3 separate regions of the Mus musculus genome follow, and all the other regions are linked to region 1. A link is a contact called in public HiChIP or PLAC-seq data. All regions are on one chromosome and are shown on one strand. The core of a region is the stretch at or near the end of the contact, and the rest is flanking DNA. Distances in the headings are between cores, read along the strand shown. Region 1 overlaps Gm11767 (a long non-coding RNA gene). Region 2 has its middle 4.3 kb from the start of Ppp1r27. Region 3 overlaps Card14 (caspase recruitment domain family, member 14).

The links. HiChIP or PLAC-seq counts read pairs in DNA pulled down with a chosen protein or histone mark.
Region 2: a FOXA1 HiChIP or PLAC-seq map of pancreatic cancer cells shows a contact between it and region 1. The contact joins two enhancer-like sites. A contact is called at or near these places in 1 of 39 promoter capture datasets (liver) and 1 of 115 datasets of contacts at active chromatin or transcription factors (pancreatic cancer cells).
Region 3: a FOXA1 HiChIP or PLAC-seq map of pancreatic cancer cells shows a contact between it and region 1. The contact joins two enhancer-like sites. A contact is called at or near these places in 1 of 39 promoter capture datasets (embryonic stem cells), 5 of 115 datasets of contacts at active chromatin or transcription factors (astrocytes, embryonic stem cells, large pre-B cells and 2 more) and 1 of 9 other capture datasets (liver).

Annotation. Positions count from the first base shown.
Region 1 is chr11:119,931,498-119,935,420 of GRCm38.p6, reverse strand. It overlaps Gm11767 (a long non-coding RNA gene), which reads left to right. Exons shown (of 5, transcript XR_001780400.2): 5 at 1,232-2,411. Among named protein-coding and RNA genes, the nearest start is that of Baiap2, 9.6 kb to the left of the region's middle. Within about 2 kb of position 2,025, at least 142 of the 459 cell types and tissues checked have an H3K27ac peak or open chromatin away from gene starts, as enhancers often do. A contact at or near this core is called in pancreatic cancer cells, where this site is marked.
Region 2 is chr11:120,553,483-120,557,405 of GRCm38.p6, reverse strand. No RefSeq gene overlaps it. Among named protein-coding and RNA genes, the nearest start is that of Ppp1r27, 4.3 kb to the right of the region's middle. Within about 2 kb of position 2,310, at least 92 of the 459 cell types and tissues checked have an H3K27ac peak or open chromatin away from gene starts, as enhancers often do. A contact at or near this core is called in pancreatic cancer cells, where this site is marked.
Region 3 is chr11:119,336,547-119,340,469 of GRCm38.p6, reverse strand. Card14 (caspase recruitment domain family, member 14) reads right to left here. Exons shown (of 23, transcript NM_130886.4): 16 at 2,652-2,778; 17 at 1,998-2,235; 18 at 1,535-1,598; 19 at 784-895. Among named protein-coding and RNA genes, the nearest start is that of Sgsh, 17 kb to the left of the region's middle. Within about 2 kb of position 1,614, at least 22 of the 459 cell types and tissues checked have an H3K27ac peak or open chromatin away from gene starts, as enhancers often do. A contact at or near this core is called in pancreatic cancer cells, where this site is marked.

The sequences.
Region 1 (3,923 bases), core at 776-3,275:
ATAGGGGCAGCTCGTGCATCTATAAGGCCCGTGCTCCTGGGAAATACTGCTTCATGATGTCTTCATAGCACCCAGCGACATCTGCCTACCAACTTCAAAGTCTTTTTTTTTCTTTTTCCCCTGGGTGTTTTGTTGTTGCTGTTTTGGATTTTGTTGGATTGGTTTGTTCCTCTTGTTTTTTTTTTTTTTTTTTAAGAGGCTCTCATGTAGCCCAAACTGGCCTCAAACTTACGGTGTGGTTGAACTTCTTCATCCTCCCGTTGCTAGGAGCGGGAGTTCTGGGCTTGAAAGTTTGCTGTGAGGCGGAGACAAACACTGTCTCGCTGAGCCACATGCTCAGCCCAGAACTGAACTTGCAAGGAGCTGGCTGCCATCTTACACTCTCTTTAGGGATCCAGGAGGCTGCCAGCTTCCCTAGCTCCTCCTCAACACGCCTTTCCCCCTGTTAATTTCAACCATAGCCAGCCTGGTGAGCATGTGACAGCTGCTGAGTTTAGTTCTGGTTTCCCTGGTGGCTGATGAGGAGTCTGTCAGCCCCTTCCTTCCTGGGTCTCTGTTGTCCATGACGATGATGATGATGATGACGACTGATTTTATTCCATTGAGAACTTCACACGTGAACACTAAACATACATGACTCCTAACACATACATACATGAACACTGAACATACATGACCCCTAATTCTTGCTCCTTCCAACTCAACTCCTCCCCCCACATTCATGACCTTTAATCACCATTGTTACATATTTAATGTGTACATAAACATATGCACACACATAATAACCCACTAGGTCCATTCTGCTTTGATTATACATATATACGTCCCTGCTGACCTCTTGGAACTGGCCAAGAGTCTTCTCTTTTTAAAAAAGAGCCACAGCCTCTACCCCAGAGAGCTATGTGGGAAGGAGATTGTGGGTGCCCGGAGACAACCGGCTTGCACCTGGCCACAGCTCGCAATCTTCACTCTTGATGAAGCATGACAGATGCCCACTGACACAGACACATGAGTGAGGTGAGGGAAAGTCCCCACCTGCTCCTTACAGACACCTGTGAGAGCCCAGGCACGGACAGGGCCATTCCCTGCAGCTGACAGCACCCCAGGACTGAGGGGTGGAGTAGCTGAGCCTCACTCACAGGGTGCTGGAAGGGGAACAGTGACCCTGGGCAGGGTGGGTGTCCCCAGTTACAGGCCTGATGATGGGGTAGTACACACCTCCTTCCCATAGGTAGCAACTATGCCTGCTGTACCTGGCAAGAACGGGCTTGTTGAAGAGCCACAGAAGCTAACCCTGCTCTGCTCTGCGCTGCTCTGCTCTGAGGACCAGCACCTTCATACCCCACTACCACCCTCCCTCCGTAGCCCTTGCTAACCTGGGGTTGCTGCTCTCACCACATCCTGCACAGAGCCTCCCACACGTCATTGTCCCTGTAAGCAAGGGATCTTAGGCTGTCCTGCCTTGGGGGACTCCCACACTAGTGAGGTCAGAGGGCAGCTTGCCCAAGTTCATTCCCTCCTACCATTGGAGTCCCAGTCAGACTCAAGGCCTCCCACCACTGGCCCAGCAGAAAGTTGTGTGTGTGTTTGAGACCTGGTCTCTGTGTAGCCCTGGCTATCCTGGAACTTGCTATGTAGACCAGGCTGGCTTCGAATTCAGAGATCCACCCATCCCTGTCTCCAGTGCTGGAATGAAAAATGAGCACCACCATGCCCAGTAGAGTCTCCGCTCTCATCTTGTCAAATGTCCCTGAGATCTCGAGCTGAAATGAGGACAGTATAAACTAATTCTAAGCACTTGTCACAAAAGCAAGGGTGGTGGCAGTCAGAGGCTGAGTAACAGGGCGTGGGGCTGGCAGCAGGGTGCAGGGCCAGCATCCTCGAGAAGTGCCTTTCCTGCAGGGTTGTGGCTCAGGTAGTCATTCCCAAGAACTCATTGGCTCTAGGCTTTGAGCCCCTGGCAGGCACTTAGAGGGGAGGAAATGCCTGTGGCTAGCTCAGGCTGGGCCAAGGGAGTTTCCACCATCCCTCCCAGTTCCAGCAGCAGTGAGATCCCAGGGCCTCTGGCCACATTGGGCCACAACAGCAGCTTCATTCCTAGGCGACGGTCTGAGTCACCATCTGTGGGCTCTGGCTCCTCACCAGCTGGGCTTGCAGCCTTAAGTTTGCCACAGTTTGGCCTCAGCTGAGTCTCCATCACCACTTCGGCCATTTTTCTCTGCTGTTTCCTTTCTTTAAGCAGAAATGTGATGCAAATGGGTTCCAGGTCTGTGCCTGCTGTCACCCGCACACACTTCCAGGGCTGATGTCATGGGTTAGATTCTGGTGGTGCCAGGTCAGAGGCCCCCCACACACTATCACTTGTTGGCCACTGCAGGGCTTTGCAAATAAAGTTTTGGTTTTTTACTGTCTTTAAAATGTTCAATTTATGTATAGGAGTATTTCCCTTGCATGTATGTGTGTGCACCACAAGAGTGCCTGGTGCCCTCAGAGGTCAGAAAAGGGCATTAGATTCTCTAGACACACGGGGTCCTGGGAACTGAACCTGGGTCCTCTGCAAGAGCAACATGTGCTCTTAACTGCTGAGCCATCTCTCCAGTCCCTGTTTGTTTTTGAGACAGCCCAGGCTGGCCTCATAATCACTACAGAGTCAAGGATGACCTTGATCTGGTCCTCCTACCTCTGCCTCTTGAATGCTGGGATCACACTTGGGGCTGGGAATAGGGCTCACTTTGCACGCTGAGCCAGCTCCCCGGGCCCTGTAAGTGAAATTGACTTAGAGTCCGGCCATGCCTGTGCACACTTCTTCCTGTCACTGCAGAGTTCAGACACGCAGGCCACAACTCCCAGAGCATTCTTTTCAATAGGGACATTGATGCTCTAGCTTCCCCCACCCCCCCACCCCCGCAGGAAGCCGCTGGCCACCTCACACCAAGCCTGAGGCACTGAACTGACTGGAGGGGTGGCGGGATTTGCTTCAGCTGCCCCTGGTTGGCTTCTGTTTCTAGGACCCATCCTCCAGGCTTCCAGCTGTGGACACACTGAGAACCCCTGCCTGTGTCTCCTGCTCTGGAAACCCCCGGCCCTCTGCTCTGCTCTGTTCTCCACAGTTGCTGCCAGCTCTTTACCACCTCCCACCACTGGGAAGGGAAGCTCGGCAACCTTGAAGCACAGGCTGGTCCTCCGGTTGCCACTCTTGTGTGTCTTCTTCGGTTTTGAGACAGGATCTGATTTATAGTCCAGGCTGTCCTCAAAACCACAGGGATCCGGTCGCCTTTGCCCACCCTCCCCACCCCACAGCGCTCGGATTAAAGGTGTGTGTCACCATGTTCAGCCTAGTCCCCACTCTTGTCAAATGCCTCTCAAACCTTAGGCTTGTCATTAAACCCAGTGTGACAAAACTTGGCAAGTGCCAGCTGCAGATGGTCAGCCCTGCTCTCTGCTGTCCGCCCCTCTGGAATCCTAACCCTGCCGGCCATCGCTGTTGCTTCCGCTGCTCTCTGCTGCTTTTGTAGAGACGATGCTTACACCTTTGTGTGCTTTGATCGTTCTCAGAGCATTGATTTTCCTTAAGTGACTCCATCTGATGTGGAAGTGAAGTCAGTTTCCTGTGCTTAACTTTTTTCTTGTTCTTGTTCTTTTTTTTTTTTTTTTAAAGCCAGGGTGTCTTGGTTACTTTTCTATCCCTTTGATAAAATGCCATTACCCCGAGGCAGCATTAAGGAAAGAAAAGCTTTTGTGCCAGTTGTAGCGGCACACATCTTTAATCCCAGCACTTGGGAAGCAGAGGCAAGTCCGTCCTTCTGAGTCTATATAGTGTAGAGTTAACAGAACAGTCAGGGCTTCATAGTGAGACCCTGTCTAAATCACCATCTATTTCATATAATTTAATTATATATTACATATAATTTATTATATAATGG
Region 2 (3,923 bases), core at 1,061-3,560, 620 kb before region 1:
TGACTGGTTCAAACTGGCTTCTCTCAGCTTCTGACTGAATTGCTCTGCTTGGCTTTAAACTAACTGGCAATTTATTCTCTGGCTTGCTCTATATTCACCTGTAACCTCTCTGGAAAACTGTCCTGGTGAAACTGCCACCTCCTCCTCCTTCTTCCCCTGCCCCCCCCCCCCTGCACCCCACTCCCCTGGTCCCTTTCCTGTGCTGTTCTTTTTTTCCCCCAATGTATTTATTTATTTTATATACCTGAGTACACTGTAGCCATCTTCAGACACACCAGAAGAGGGCATCAGATCCCATTAGAGATGGTTGTGAGCCACCATGTGGTTACTGGGAATTGAACTCAGGACCTCTGGAAGAGAGTCAGTGTTCTTAACCACTGAGCCATCTCTCCAGCCTTCCTGTGCTGTTATTGTGAGAGTTGGGTGTATCCAGTCTCATTTTGTCAAATCCTTTTCACTTTTGTCACTTTGCCCCTCAGTTTGACATCACTTTCAAACATGGCTGCTTCCTTCTACAAACTAACTTTACCTTCATTGTTCGGGAATAAAGGTGTATACTGAGGGCATGTCTGTATTCCGGCCAGAGGGATTAAAGGTGTGTGGTGTGCCTGCATTCCAGTCGGATCACACAGACCTGGGTCTTTAGATGTGATTCTCTGCCAAGTCAGCTATGTTGCTGGATTAAAATTCCTCTACAAGTTTAACTTGAAGAACCTCAACTTTTTCTTTCTTTCTTTAAGATTTACTCTTACACGCGTTCTCGCGACCGGCCAGGAAGAACGCAGCAAACCGGAATCTTCTGCGGCAAAAGCTTTATTGCTTACATCTTCAGGAGCCAGAGAGCAAGAGCGCAAGAGCTCTATTGCTTACATCTTTAGGAGCAAGAAACAAGAGCCAGAGCAAGAGAGAGCCAGAGGAAGAGAGAGAATGGCGAAACCCCGTCCCTTTTTAAGGAGAATTATTCTCCGCCTAGGACGTATTACTCCCTGATTGGCTGCAGCCCATCGGCCGAGTTGTCGTCACGGGGAAGGCAGAGCACATGGGGTGGGGAACTACCCTTGGCACATGCGCAGATTATTTGTTTACCACTTAGAACACAGGATGTCAGCGCCATCTTGTAACGGCGAATGTGAGGGCGGCTCCCCACAATTTACTTATTTATTTATTTATTTACTGTTTGAGTACACCATAGCTCTCTTCAGACACACCAGAAGAGAGCATCGTATCCTATTACAGATGGTTGTGAGCCACCATATGGTTGCTGGGAATTGAACTCAGGACCTCTGGAAGAGCAGTCAGTGCTTCTAACCACTGAGCCATCTCTCCAGCCCAAACCTTAACTTTCTTAGTTCCCATGGAGAAACTAAGACTGGAATCAATTAATGATTCCCAGTCTCAAAGCAACCATCTTGAGCTGTAGGCAGTGGTGACCTGGAGCTGGCTTCCTCACAGCACTGCTGAGAGTATGGCAGTATCTGAGAGTCTTAGGGTCACAGGGCTCAGAGTGGTCACTGGACCCTGACAGTAATGTTTCAGGCGGCTTTAGGTCAGACAGAGCCTACATACAGTCTTACCAGTATTCTGAGGAGCCCTGCCTGTGTTTGCACGTGTGCATGCACACAAGCTTTCTGAAGCCATCCAGAGCAGAACATCTTCATGTCATCAAGGCTAGGTGTCCTTCTGCTTGTATCCATTGCCCTAGACACAGCTGTTGGGGTAGGCTGAAGGACTTGACAAGTGTGGTTGTCTCCCAGGTTGTGGGGTATGGTCATCTCCCCCCATGGTTACCTTGTCCTGCCATAAAAGCTCACACTAGCCCAGGGATGCTCCTATCTGATCACAACGAGCAGAGGAAGAGGACCCTCTGTCACAAACTCAGGCAGTGCCAGATGGCCCAGGTATCTGTCACTCCAAGGCTGTACATTCTGACTCAGCAGCTGTGTCAGCTGTCCACTCATACTGCCTTCATTGGCTCTTGGTGACTGGCTATAGGGCCAGGTTCCAGCTGTGTCAGCTCCTGCAGCTTCTGAGGGGACCTGCCGACACAATGGACCACATTCACCTCAAAGTGGGTACAGTAACTTTGGAGTTTGTTGTGGGGAAGATATCAATTCTGTGCCCAAAATGTGAGTCAAGGCTCTGTGGCCAACATGACAGTGCTTCCAGGGGAGAAAAAACAGCAGGGCTGTGAGCAGATATTTTCCAATCCCGGTTCAAAGGTTTGCTGTACATCTGTCCTAGAGACAGCGCCAGAACAACTGCCCAGTTGTGCAAGGATTTGGTCTCTGGATAAGAAAGCTTCAGACCAGGCGGCCACTGTCACGCGCTCCGGAGAGCAGAGTGACTCACAGATATCTTTCCCCTTTCGCAGAGGCAGCTGATGAGAGCATTCCAGAGCCAGGCTGTGCAGGGCAGCTACAGGGTGGTTTCTAAAACCTCTGTGGTTGGGCTAGTGGATTAGTAAGGTAATCAAAGGATCAGTGGGGCAGTGGTGAAGACTGGAATTTCCCAAACCACCTATCCCCTCCACAGATAGCCAAAAGCCATTGGCCTGGGACTTAAAAGAGAGTACTGCCCTAATCTTCAAACTGGCTTTGCTGGATTACCAGACACCTAAGAACACCCAGGCACCGGGTACCTGTCACTGCTGTTGGCCTTGTCCGAGGTTTCCTTCTTCATTTTCGTGGTTTAATTTAACTTAGGCTTGTGTCAATCTTGCTGGCCTTGAACTCAGAATGTTACTCAGGCTGGCTTTAGACTCAAGGCAAACCATCTGTCTTAGCCCCCAGAGTGTTGGAAGTACACGTTTGATGTAGTAGCCAGCACAAACACCAAACTTGTATTGGACTTTGGCTGTCTCGCTAGACATATGCTGTACCACAAAGCTACACTTCCTGTTGTGGACTTTTATAAACTGAAATTGGGTATAGTAACACAAGTTTGGAATCCCAGTGCTTATTGGTTGGTTGGTTGGTTGGTTGGTTGGTTGGTTGGTTGGTTGGTTAGTTGGTGGGTTGATGGGTTTGGTTTGGTTTTAAAACAGTTTCCCTGTGTAGTTCTGGCTGTCCTGGAACTAGCTCTGTAGTCTGACCTCAAACTCACAGAGATCTGTCTGCCTCTGCCTCCTGAGTGTTCATACAAACCACCACCCACCTGGAAAGATGACTGAAAGCTTTCAGGCTGCTGGGCTGTGGTAGTACACACCTTTCATCCCAGCACAGGTGGATCTCTGTAAGTTCAAGGCCTGCCTCCTCTTCTAAGTGAGTTCAGGATATACTGGGTTACACAAAGAAATGCGGTCTCAGGCTGGTGAGATGGCTCAGCGGGTAAGAGCCTGACTGCTCTTCCAAAGGTCCTGAGTTCAAATCCCAGCAACCACATGGTGGCTCACAACCATCTGTACAGCTACAGTGTACTCATATACATTAAATAAATAAATAAATCTTAAAAAAGAAAGAAATGCTGTCTCAAAAAACAAACAAACAAACAAACAGAAAGCCTAAGGGCTACAAAATGCTGGAGGTAACTGCTGTGTGATTTGTTTTGTTTTGTCGAGCCTTAAATTTCTGGCCTCTCTCTCCCAAGTGCTGGAATTACAGAAATTATCACCATCCCCAACTTTGTATAAATGTTCTATTTCATCCTCCAAAACGTAGAAATTCTAACCCTCAAAGACTAGTCACTTTCTAAGCTTGTACTGGTTCAGGGACTTGGAGACAGAGGGATGTAATTCCAGGCTTTGTTTTCATGTCAGTCACCATAAGTGATTGACAGCTTGTTGAACTTGCTGAACGTTGAGTATTGGAGGTAGAGAGCTCAGCTAGGAACACATGACACAGTTTCTAGGAACAGTGGCTAGAAGACTTTGGGGTCTAGACTCTGACTCACGCAGAAACCCCAAACTCAAGAACCTCTGTGCTCTA
Region 3 (3,923 bases), core at 365-2,864, 590 kb after region 1:
AAGTGGTTGTAAGCTGTCTAATTTGGGTGTTGTAACCAAACCCGGGCCCTCTCCAAGGGCAGTAAGTGTTCTTAACAGCAGAGCCATCTCCTAGGCCCCAGTACCCAGCTTAGATTAGGCATCCAAACTGTCTTAAAGAAAACGAATTATTTCCCTACTACCAGACTCACTTCTGATCAGCTTCACTCTGTAGTTGTTACCCGTGGGCTTACACCAGTCAGACCTCTAGCATGACCACGTGCATACACTGGTCACCTAGTGACCTTCCTTACAGAACACTGGGCGATTGGTAGGTTTTACTGTTCCTGCACACACTTGTGGGCTAGTAGCTTTTGTATAGTTTCACTGGGTCGGGCCTCAGAGTGGGGCACGGCCATTTAGAAGACATCAAATGTGATGCTCAGTTGCTGTTCAGAAGGTGGGTAGATATTTATTATGATCCGTAAAAAACAGCCTGGGGTGGGGGGATGTTGGAGAGATGGTTTTGCTGTTAAGAGCACTGGCTGCTCTTCAACAGACTTTAATTCCAATTACCCACATAGTGACTCACAACCACCTGTAACTCAATCACAATGGATCTGATGCCCTCTACTGGCCTCCGGGGACACTGCATGTCAATAGTACACATAAGTACGTTCATACATACATACATACATGCATGCAAAACATCTAAACAAACAGACAACAGCCCCCGGCCCGAGTGAGAGACACCACCTTGATGGTACTGCTCAGAAGTGACCCCCAATGCCCACATGGTCCCTATGCCAACCAGCCAGGCCTCACCTTCCTCCTTGCCAGAATCCCACTGGCTTTGGTCAAAGGATGAAGTCAGAGGACTGACAGCGGCTTTGTCCACACTGACAATTCGTACTAACTTCTGTGGTCCTCCAGGAGGCTGTCACGGGAGGAACAGGGGGACAGGAAAGAGAGCAGGCTCAGCCATCAGTACTGGGTTTGGGGCCTGACACCCCCTCCCTGCTTCAGCACCCTGCCACATAAGCAAATCCAGAACAGCCTCTGAACAATCAGGCTGTGCCATGAGCAACCGGGCTTCCCAGGCCCCACACCAGGGGTGAGAGGCAGGGGAGGGGCCTCAGGCAGCAGGGCTCTGCAGGAAGGGGTAGGGTGCAATAGGCAGAGAGAAGAGCAGGCCCTCTCCCGACTTAGCATTGCCATGCTCCGGGCAGGGATATCCTAGCACCTTGCTCAGGGACAGATGGGTGCTCAAAGTGAAAGGTGCTCTGTGTCCCAAGAGAACAAGGTGCCCGACCTCAGAGGAAACAAGAACAGGGGGTGGGTTGGTGACAGGAGACTGGGAAAGTGAGGAAGAGCAGGGGCCACTCTGAAACCAGGCCGGTGTGTTCACACGGCCCATTCCAAGGGCCTGCAGGCCCACAGGGCTTGGTGGGGAACACAGGGTCCAGATAGTGCCCTGCTCAGCTCAGTGGTCCACACCCCTCACACAGGATTCCACAGCACCCCGCTCCCTTCCAGCCCACCCCAGGGGCACCATACCCTTCTGCCAGAGCCTCACCTTGCGGGGGACTGTGCACCGTTGAGTCATGTCCTGGATGAGGGCCAGAAGCTGCTGCTGAGCCCTGAGCAAATGAAGGAAGAGAGGCTCTGACAGCCTGACTGAGCCTCCTCAAGGACAAGTGTGACACAGGCAGGGAGCAGGAGTGTTCCACCCTGGGCGCATAGACTCAGGCCTTGAAAATATCTCCTAGGCCTCAGGCCAGGCCAGGCCATGCTAATTTAATTGCCCTACACTGGTCCCAGTGGAGCTAATGCCAGGGCACATAACAGAGAGGCACCTACCACCAGCAGACCCATGCACTCAAGTAAACCTTTTCTTCACTCTTTATCTTGGGCAGGCACTCTGCTATAGTGCAGCGAAGATTCTGGAAGGTGGAGGGACCTCAACACTCAACTGAGACAGGCAGATGTTGTCCTTGGGACATCTGCGGGGTTGTGCAGTGCCAGCAGCAGCTACTCACTGTGAATAGTTGGGGATGGTGCCAGGCTCCATGTCTTTCATGGTGTAGGGGTTCACATGGTGGGCATGCCAGCAGCTGCGGCCTTGGAACATGGTGTCAGTGACATGCAGGATGTCATTGCAGTGAGTTTGCAGTTCTCCGTCCCCTCCCCTCTGCATGGCCAGGTTGACACGGATGTAGAAGGAATCCCCAGACGTTACCACTTTGGCATCTAGGTCCTGGATGAGGTTCTTATAACCTGATAAAAGAAGATGTAAGTGGCTGGGCAGTGGTGGCACACGCCTTTAATCCCAGCACTTGGGAGGCAGAGGCAAGCAGATTTCTGAGTTCGAGGCCTGCCTGTTCTACAGAGTGAGTTCCAGGATAGCCAGGGCTACACAGAGAAACCCTGTCTCGGAAAATCCCCCCAAAAGAAGAAGATGTCAGTGGTTGATGATCCCTGACCTCTGAGCTTACACAAGGAAGGTTCTAGAATGTAGAGATGGGAGAGGGAAAAGTTATGGAAGGCACCCAGTGGGATGGAGGGAAGTTTCCAGTTCATTAGAGTCTGGGGAATTTAGGGAGACCCTGGCTGAACTGCCTTGGCTCCTGGTAGGTACAGCAGGGTCACAGGAGGGGACTGAGAGCTGAGCAGGTGTGGGGTGGTGTCTGTACCTTCAGTGTTGATCTTCACAGACAAGTAGCAGGAGCCATTCACCCTCCTGAGAAGGCCCACAGCCTGCTCCAGCGTTGTATTCTCCAGAGTGGCCCTTAATGATGGCTTGGTAGGTTTATAGTCCACCTGAGGGCAAAGTGTGAAGGTGGGCTTCTCACCAACATGGGATGGCAGCTGAGGTGGGGTGGGGGTGGGAGCCTTCAGAGGACCTCTCGGCTTTCGGCAGCCACCCACATATCTTCTCTCATGGCCTATCCAAATCCCTTGTCACAAGCTGTGTGTAGTGAAGTGAGAATTCTGGAATTCTGGTTTCTTTAAAAACACAGAAATATTACAAGAACGTGTTTTCGTTTTAATCCCAGGTATGGGGATGTGGGGCTGCTTCGGACTGTCCGCAGCAGCTGACTTAAGATTTGCCTCGTGTTCTAGGAGAAGCATGGGGTTGCCAGCTGCAGATAGTTTCTGCACTTGTGTGATGTTTGGAATTCTGGAAACTTTTTAGAGAGTTTATAAAGGCTAAAGCCCTGATATGTGGGTGGGAGAGCGGTTGGTGGCCATTGGGGAGGGTTGGTTGTTAGTAGTTGTGCTCAAAGAAGAAACAAAAGGAAAGAAATTAAATTCAGGGATCGTGATCTCTCTCTCTCTCTCTCTCTCTCTCTCTCTCTCTCTCTCTCTCTCTCTCTCTCTCTCTCCCTCCCTCCCTCCCTCCCTCCCTCCCTCTCTCTCCCTCTCTCCTTGTTTTTCTCCTATCTAGTGTTAAGGTGTGAAGCCAGGGGAATAAAGGGTGGGGAAAAGAAGAGCCCACAAAGTAGCAAAGACCAGCTACAACATAGGGATAGTGTTGTTACAGCATCAAGATGCACATATGTGCATTCTACACATTCCTGGCCTAAAGAGAAGAACCTACAAAGTAGCAAAGACCAGCTACAATGTAGGAACAGTGTTGTTACAGCATCAAGATGCCAACATGTACATTGTACACATTCTGGCCTGAAGAGTTGCCCATCAACCCACCCCTGAACTTTCACTGCTGAGGACAGCCTCTCTGTCATAACCACTTTCCTCTGTTAAAAATGGGCTTCAGGAGGTTCCAGAACATTCTGGATCATTCTAGATCAGGGTTCTGTATGTTTGGGACATAGTTGTTCAAGGCTGTGTCAAGGTTGTTGAGTGGTGTCACTGGTCCTCCCTCTAGGTGCAGAGTGTTCCACCCTACCTCCACAGCTGTGAAACCCCACAAGGTGCAGATTCCCTGCTGCCTCCCACATTGC